Regions from separate parts of the Rattus norvegicus genome. Here region 2 is linked to region 1. The links are chromatin contacts, called in public Hi-C maps. All regions are on one chromosome and are shown on one strand. The core of a region is the stretch at or near the end of the contact, and the rest is flanking DNA. Distances in the headings are between cores, read along the strand shown. Region 1 has its middle 7.4 kb from the start of Tmsb10. Region 2 overlaps LOC120102311 (a long non-coding RNA gene).

Region 1 (4,080 bases), core at 1,178-3,677:
CCCTGGGGTGGTTTGGATGTGAGATGCACCCCTTAGACTCATATGCTTGGACACTTGATTTCCCAGCTGGTGGTGGTTTGAGAGGGTTATGGAACCATTTGGAGGAAGTATGCACTGGAGGCCATGCTTTCAACATTTATGGCTACATTTCCTCTTCTCTCAAGCTTCCTAACTACCAGGCCAACCTGAGGCTTCTCCTACTGTGCCTTCCCCATCATGACAGACTCTATCCCTCTAGAGATGGAAACCAAAATAACCCTTTCTTTCCTAACTTCCTTTGTATCAGGGTATTTTATCATAGTAACAAAAGAGTAACTAATGCAGACCTATAATAGAATTCAGTGTCTTAAAAAGTATCTTCCTTAAATCAAAAACGTTGACTTATACCTGTAATTCCAACATTGGAGAGGCGGAGGCAGGGAAATCAGAGTTTAAGACCATCCTTGGCTACATCGTGAGTGGGAGAGCATCCTGAGTAAATGAGACCTTGTCTTTAAAAAAAATGTTTTCTAAAGATTATCTTTCTTTATTTCACCTTTATATGCCAGTTGGGATCATGTTGATTTGTGTTTTTACAGTATATGGAGGAGGAACTAAATTATAGTTATTCTTAATGTTTATTTCAGAAACAAGAAGTGTCATCAAATATTTAAAGATTAAGGCGTTTTGGTCCCTGAGGGCTAGCGACTGCAGCTGCCCAGAGTAAGTTTGGACTGTGGCTCTGGCCCAGGAGCCACGGAGGAACCTGCTTGAAAGCTTCTGGAAGGGAAACTGTACGAAATGAAAACATACAAACACCACTGCTGAAGGATGTGATGTTTGACCAAGACGGTCATCTTGAAGCCATTAAAGGAAATTGAGCTGAACAAAGATGGACCATGAAAACAGAGAAAGGTAAGGACTGGCTGAGCCCTGGAGCCATAGAGCATCCTCAAAGGGCTTCGTCTTTGAACTTCCTGTTGTGTGAAATATAAATTTCCCTGTATCTATTAAGATGGCTTGGCAGTTAGAGTTCTGCCCTATGAGCTTGAGGAACAGGGTTCCAATGCTGTACCCAGAAGGTGAGACACAGAATCCCTTGCACAAACTGGCCACCCAGACTAGCCTTGTGGGCAGTGTGAGCTCTGGGTTCAGCAAGACAGCTTTCCTCAGTGGATAAGGTAGAGAGGGACTGAGGAAGACTCCCCAATTCAATCTCAGGCCTCCACATGCACTCACACACATTTGCAACCATATAAACGAAAACATAAGAAAAACAAATAAATTTTCTCATATTTAAAAAATCTGTAGTTGGGTTTCTGTTATAGTCAAAATGATTCTAATACTCGTTATCAGGAATCAGAGAAGTCTAACATCAGAAGCAATGCAGACCTGAACAAGAGAAAGGCCTGCAGTGGAGGCTCACTGGTAAGTACGTGTCTATTGATCAGAAAGAGGTTCTGCTGGTAAAGGCACTGCTCCCAAGCTTGACACACCTGGCAACTGGAGAGAATCCCGGGAACCCACAGAGTGGAAGGAGACAACTGACTCCATCAAGTTGTTCTCTGGCCTCCACACAGCGTGTGCACATACACATATAAACAAGGGGATTTTCTTTAAAATTCAGAGCTAGAGAGATGGCTCAGCTTATCCAGGGAACCCAAGTTCAGTCTCTAGTACTCACAGAGGGTGGCTCATCCACCTATAACCACAAGTCCAAGGGTTCCAATAATCTCTTCTGACTTCCGTGAGCACCTTCACCTACACACAGAGAGAGAGAGACAGAGAGACAGAGAATCAGAGAGACAGAGAGATAGAAAGAGACAGAGAGACAGAAAGAGACAGAGAGACAGAGAGATAGAAAGAGAGAGACAGAGAGAAAGACAGAGAGGTAGAGAGACAGAGAGAGACAGTCAGAGAGAGAGACAGAGAGAGTATGTGTATATATTTTAAAGTAGCCAAGGCTGGCCTCAAACTTGCTATTTAGCTGAGGATGACACTGAACTGATCCTCCTGCCTCCACAAGTTCTGAGATTACAGATGTGTACACCTATCATCTATACCAAATTTATATGGTGCTGGGGATATGTGTGCATGCTAGGCAGGCAGTCTAACAATGCACATATTAGCCCCTTATTATAGTCTTCAGATAGAATTCTTTCTTGGGGAAATTACTTTTTGCTTTTAAGGCCTTCAACTAACAGGATGCTATCTTCCCACAGGCTAATTTTGTGACTCATATCACCAAAACACTTCTGCAGCAGCTCTAGACTGTGTGGGACCACATAACTGGGCAGACTGTACCCGAGTAGACACAAAGTACCACAGTGTTGAAGGGGTACTTCCCTTTTTTCACCTTATAGACTCCAGATTCGTCTGCATCAGGCCTAGTCCACACAGAGAGCACAGGAATGCAGAAATCAACTCCTACCAACACTGGGGCCAGGAAAGGACTGCTCCCAAGGGCAGAGTGTCTACTGAGCCCAAAAGCAGGAAGCTGCCTCAGAGCCACTCAGCCAGACCTCAGGTGCTGCTCTCAGACTTCTTCCAGTAGGATAGAAACAAGCTCTTAGGATTTCACCCCTTGAGTTTTCTGATATGTGTAGCTCGGCCCAATTCTAAGTAGTACAAAAAAAAATCCGAGAAAATATAATTTAAGGAAAGCTATTTTAAAATAGGACTAAACAAGAAACATTCTAAACCTTAATATACCTTTATTTATTTATTTATTCATATATTTATTTATTTATTTCGTGTGTGTGTGTGTGTGTGTGTGTGTGTGTGTGTGTGTGTGTGTGTGTATGTAAAACACTTGTGTGGAAGTTAGAGAACAACTTTGTGCAGCTGGTTCCGGCCTTCCCATGCGGTTCCAGGGGATCCAGTTCAGACCACCAGGCTCAGCCACAGCAAATGCCTTGCCCTCCTGAGCCATCTTCACGGTCCCGGAGACATTTGTAAAGAGCACAGTTCACGACGACAGAAATAAGACAAAAGAGAATTTGGGGATTGTGGGTGACAGCTGGAAATGCACCTCAGTTTGTAGGGTGCTTGCTTAGCACACAGGAAGCCCTAAATCCTCTCCCCAGAGCGGCATAAGCCAGACATGTTGGCACATGTGCAAGACAATCAGAAGTTTGAGGTCATCCTCAGCGTAAACCCAGCCTAGGATACAGAGGAAAAACAGAAAAGAAAATCCATAAATCTGCATGACTCTCTCCACCTACACACAAGCAGGCTCGCACACTGTGTAAGCACATAGAAGAGCGCCAGGCCCAGATGGTTCCACAGATGATTCCTTTCAAAGCTGCAAGAAAACAATAACTTCAGTACCTCAAGATTTGTTTCAGTAGCTAGAAAAGGACATATGTCTCTCATGATGATTAATCTTGGGTGTCAGCCTGGCTGGAACCTCAAAGCATTAGTTCTGGGTGTGTCCTTAAGTGTTCTTCCAGAGGACATGAACATGGGCATGGGGGGGTTGAGCTGGAAATAGCTTCTCTCTATGGTGGTGGGCACCATCCAAACAGCTGAGAGGCCAAAGAGAGCAAACCAGAAGAAAAACCTATGGATCTGTCTCTGTCTCTCTGTCTCTCTGTCTCTCTGTCTCTCTGTCTCTCTTTCTGCCTCCACACCCTCTCTTGCTCTCCTCTCTTCTCTCTTCCCTAGGGCTTTCCAGCCCTCTGTGATGGTTTCTATATGCTTAGCCCAGAGAGTGGCATTATTAGAAGGTATAGCCCTGTTGCAGTAGGTGTATTCTTGTTGGAGTAGGTGTGTCACTGTGGGTGTGGGCTTTAAGACCTTCATCCTGGAAGCCAGTGTTCTGCTAGCAGCCTTCAGATGAACATGTAGAACTCTCAGTTCTTCCTGTACCATGCCTGCCTGGATGCTGCCATGTTCCCGTCTTGATGATGATGGACTGAATCTCTGAACCTGTAAGTCAGCCCCAATTAAATGTTCTTATAAGAGTTGCCTGGGGTTGGGGATTTAGCTCAGTGATAGAGCACTTGCCTAGCAAGCGCAAGGCCCTGGGTTCGGTCCCCAGCTCCGAAAAAAAAAAAAAAAAAAAAAAAAGAGAGTTGCCTTGGTCATGGTGTCTGTTCA
Region 2 (4,080 bases), core at 420-2,919, 290 kb before region 1:
TCAGGAGTGGTGCTGCATATCTGTAACTCCAGAACTTGGGAAAATGAGGCAGGAAGATTATGAGTTTAAGGGCAGCCTGAGTTATATAGGAAGAACCCCTCCCCCTTATCTGTTTGTCTCTTACACACACACACACACACACACACACACACACACACACACACCTGGTTAAAACTGGCCGAAACCATTGGCAAAGGCGTCGCAGAGCAGCTGAGGGTGGCCTATGCCTCACCGTGATACTAAAACACACAAAGCTTGGTGGAACTTTAAGTGGCTAACGAGACGTGATTAATGACGTTATATGCAGAACTACATAAAACAGACAGTGCATACTCAGAAAAGCCCACACTATGCAAATGAGCTCCAAAGCAGGAGATAGTTACATAAAAGTCCAATTCTTCATTAGGTGGAGCGGTTTGGGCTAGTGAACTCTGCCCGTTTTCTCTCTGCCCATTTCCTCTCTTGCAATGTAGAGTCTTTCTTTTCCTAGTTTGAATGTAGATGAGAGAGAGAGAGAGAGAGAGAGAGAGAGAGAGAGAGAGAGAGAGAGAGAGAAAGAACAGTACAGACAGAGGCATCTGGAAGAGTCCAGAGCAAGGAGAGAAAACATAGACTGAACTGGCTATGAAGGGAGAGATAAGAAGGGAGAGCGAGAAAAGAAGAGGAGAGAGAGGGCAAAGGAGAGTGAGAGAGAGGACCAAGAGAGGAAGGAGTCAGAGCAGAGAACCAAGATGATGCAGAGCTGAAATGGAAGGGTTATAAAGGAAGGAGAAGATGCAGAAGCGAGCCCCTGGGCTGGAAAGGTTTAGGGTAGGGGGCGGGGTCAGAAGAGCTGGGAGAAGCCAAGGGGCAGGGTCAGAAGAGGCGGGAGAAGCCAAACTTACCGAGTGAAGCTGGCTTTGGTATGCTAATTGGCACCGTGGTTAGGCATTTGCCCTGAGTTCTTTTGGGGCCAGACAACCAGCCCTTGGGATGCTGAGGCAGGAAGGTCAAGGATTCAAAGCCAGTCTGAGATAAATCCCAAGCCATCCTAGGATATATGGTCAGACCTTGTTTCAAATTAATTTTTGTTTTGTTTGTTTGTTAAGTTAAAACGGTGATTTTTTAACACTACCAACTTTGGAGAAAGTGGGAATTTCTTCACTGTAATAAATGGCAGTTACCCCCTCTCTTTACCGCAAATTACCTCTTTCTTCCCCATTAGTCTTCATACAACCCTTATGTTCCTCAAGCTGTCCGAAAGTTCTTAATATTTCCACAATTCTGTGTCATTGCATATAAAATAATAAGGATGCCAGTGCTTTAAGAGGCCACCAGTAAAGAGCATGGTGCCGAGATTAATCATCAGGTTTTTGATTTCCCCTCCAGCCCCTCCCAGCCCAGATCGGCTGACTGCCACGTGGCTTGTAGCTTCTAGCTCAAGCTGCCGGGATCCAAATGCCCAGACTCCAACCACTGCTGCCTGGATCCTGTTAGAGAAAGGAAGGGGAAATCTGCTTTACCTCCAGGGGCAGAAATGTCAGGGAAAAAGCCTTCTGCAAAGAGAGGCATCAAGGTCAAAATGGAGCAAAATTATGTTGTCTTCTGGTTAATAGCTAACTAGCTTGCCCTTTTATTGTCCACAAAACTTGGCAACCTCCTAGGTCTATGTGGCTGTTTGCCTTTCCCGTGGCAAGAAAGGAGGGGTTTTCTTTCACTGTAAACACAGTTGACAAAACACTGAGTAGACAGGAGAGGTGTGTACCAAAAGGAAACTGTTCTGTATGTAACCACCTCAGCAGGGGTGAGAATATTCTGAAGAGACACTTGCTTTTAGTCTTCTTTGCCTATCAGAGTATTTAGACAAGTGCCCCCCAGAAAATTGGAATTTCCCACGGAATCTAATGCTGGAAGAAGGAAAGGCTGGAGCTAGCCAGAGAGGGAGCCTGTCTCCCAGAAAGAGTTTTCATTTGGTTCAGACTTAGACTGCCACTCAGGAGAGCCGGGAGCCCAGACAGTAGTGGCGGAATCACACCTTGGCCAGGAATGCTTAGTTATACACACCTCTTACTTCCTATTGAAAGCCAAGCGTCGTGTCGGAACCTTGAATATGGACTTGAGGAGTCCTGGACTTCTTTCTCTCCTCTATCCAGTGCAGTTACGTTGAGTAAAATTCACCTTTCTGCTTTTTACCATTACTTGTTCATTTAAGTGACCTATCAAGGATGGATGGTCAAGTCTAGCTTGCTAGAGCTTCCCAGGGGCTATGCTCTGACAGAACACACACACACACACACACACACACACACACACACACACACACACACACAAAACCAAATCTGTGAAGGTCTTGTTGGTCTCAGTGGTTCTGAAGGAGCTTAATGATCAGAACCTATTCAACAAATATGCATCAGGGCCCTTTGCTGATGAAGACAAAACCAGTTGTGAACAGACATGAAACAAAGTGGCATACTGACCCAATAAAACTTTATTTATAAAACCAGGTAGCAATCTGAATTCAACCTAGGATATAGTTAGCTGACCTGTGCTCTGTGCTACATATGGACAAGACATGTATATGTATGGATTCTATACTATACTGTTTGAATAAACTAGATGCTATACTTAGATAGACTGTGTTTTATATGTTTGTATAGACAGTATAGCATTCTTTTTAACAAAATGGGGTAATGTATATCTGTGACTGTTTCATTAATTGTATTTAACACACTATCCATTTAATACAGATAGCATCACCTCATTACCTTATTGGTTATATCAATCTATATTATATTTTATTTGAACACACCCTCTGTAAAAGGCTTGGAACAAATTCCTTACATAAATACCCTTGTGCCTTTGATCAAATGGTTTTAAAAGCAGATGAACATCTGCTGCCCTTGTAGGCCAGAAAATGAGTTAGATCTCCTAGTACTGGAGTTACAGGTGGTTTTGAACTGCTGTGTAGGTACTGGGATGTGAACCCCTGTCTTCTAAATGCTCTTCACTGCTTAGCAATCTCTCAAACTCCATGATACAGCTTTCAAAATCAACCAATATTGCAACATTATCTCTGAAACACTGTATATTCTGTAGGCATAAAGTTTTTGCCAAATTTAGGTGATTTCAATTCCAAAGTAAAGAGGACTGTAAAAGAGCTGGCATTGAACATCTCTGAAAGACCCTACACCAGTGGCCCTCAACCTTTCTAGTGCTGTGACCCATGAATACAGTTATTCATGTTGAGGTGACCCCCAACCATAAAATTATTTCATTGCTACTTCATAGCTGTAATTTTGCTATGAGTTCCAGGGCAGCCAAAGGGGCTACATAGACAAACACTGTGTCATAAAACCAGAAAGAAAGAAAGAAAGAAAGAAAGAAAGAAAGAAAGAAAGAAAGGAAGAAAGAAAGAAAGAAATTATAATGTAAATATATGATATGTGACTGACCTCCAAGGGAGACATGACACACAGGTTGAGAAACTCTGATCTATAGGAAATGGCCACCCAAAGGTGGGGTAGCTGCTCACGTAGGTCAAATGACCTGAAGGAAGCCAGAATGGAGTGCCATTGACACGCACAGCAGCCCTAGGCCCACAGATGGGTGATGGAGTGAAATGCTGAGACTGGCATTTCAGAGGACTCACCTGGGGAGCGTCTTCGTTTTAAGGAACGACGTTGCCATGCGAGGATGCCCGGAGGTGTGGGTGGTCAGTCAGAAGAGAGCGAGCCGCGGTGGCAGGGCAGGAGCAGGACAGTGGCAGGGCAGGATACGTTGTGACATAACAAACAGGGAAGAACCATGCTTCTTCTTAGAGTTTCTTGTAGCTCCTCGTCGCTTTCTGGCAATCAGAAGACTGGTCACCCTCAGTTCACAGCCATTTTTATTGTGGAATTACCAGGAAAAGTTCTGCAAAAGCATTGTACGTAAACCTAAGAAACAGGATGTATAGGAGGGTGAGGACTCAAAGAAGAAAAGTAAAAATAATACTATTGCCCTCAAATGCATTGAAGGAGATCGTCGGGACACTGCAGGAGAGAGATGATGGCTCTGTCACAGATGGGATTTCTTACAATAAAAGTCTTCCCACAGGGTCAT

Evidence for each region. A called contact is a pair of places that touch in the nucleus more often than the background predicts.
Region 2: a contact with region 1 is called in a Hi-C map of the A7r5 cell line, with 6 times the contacts expected there. The contact joins two enhancer-like sites. A contact is called at or near these places in 9 of 12 Hi-C or Micro-C datasets (the A7r5 cell line, frontal cortex, hepatocytes and 5 more) and 1 of 1 datasets of contacts at active chromatin or transcription factors (oligodendrocytes).

The regions. Positions count from the first base shown.
Region 1 is chr4:106,559,743-106,563,822 of GRCr8, reverse strand. No RefSeq gene overlaps it. Among named protein-coding and RNA genes, the nearest start is that of Tmsb10, 7.4 kb to the left of the region's middle. Within about 2 kb of position 2,427, at least 18 of the 93 cell types and tissues checked have an H3K27ac peak or open chromatin away from gene starts, as enhancers often do. A contact at or near this core is called in the A7r5 cell line, where this site is marked.
Region 2 is chr4:106,847,225-106,851,304 of GRCr8, reverse strand. LOC120102311 (a long non-coding RNA gene) reads right to left here. Exons shown (of 3, transcript XR_010065833.1): 2 at 3,629-3,891; 3 at 1-1,469. Among named protein-coding and RNA genes, the nearest start is that of Dnah6, 6.9 kb to the right of the region's middle. Within about 2 kb of position 1,669, at least 12 of the 93 cell types and tissues checked have an H3K27ac peak or open chromatin away from gene starts, as enhancers often do. A contact at or near this core is called in the A7r5 cell line, where this site is marked.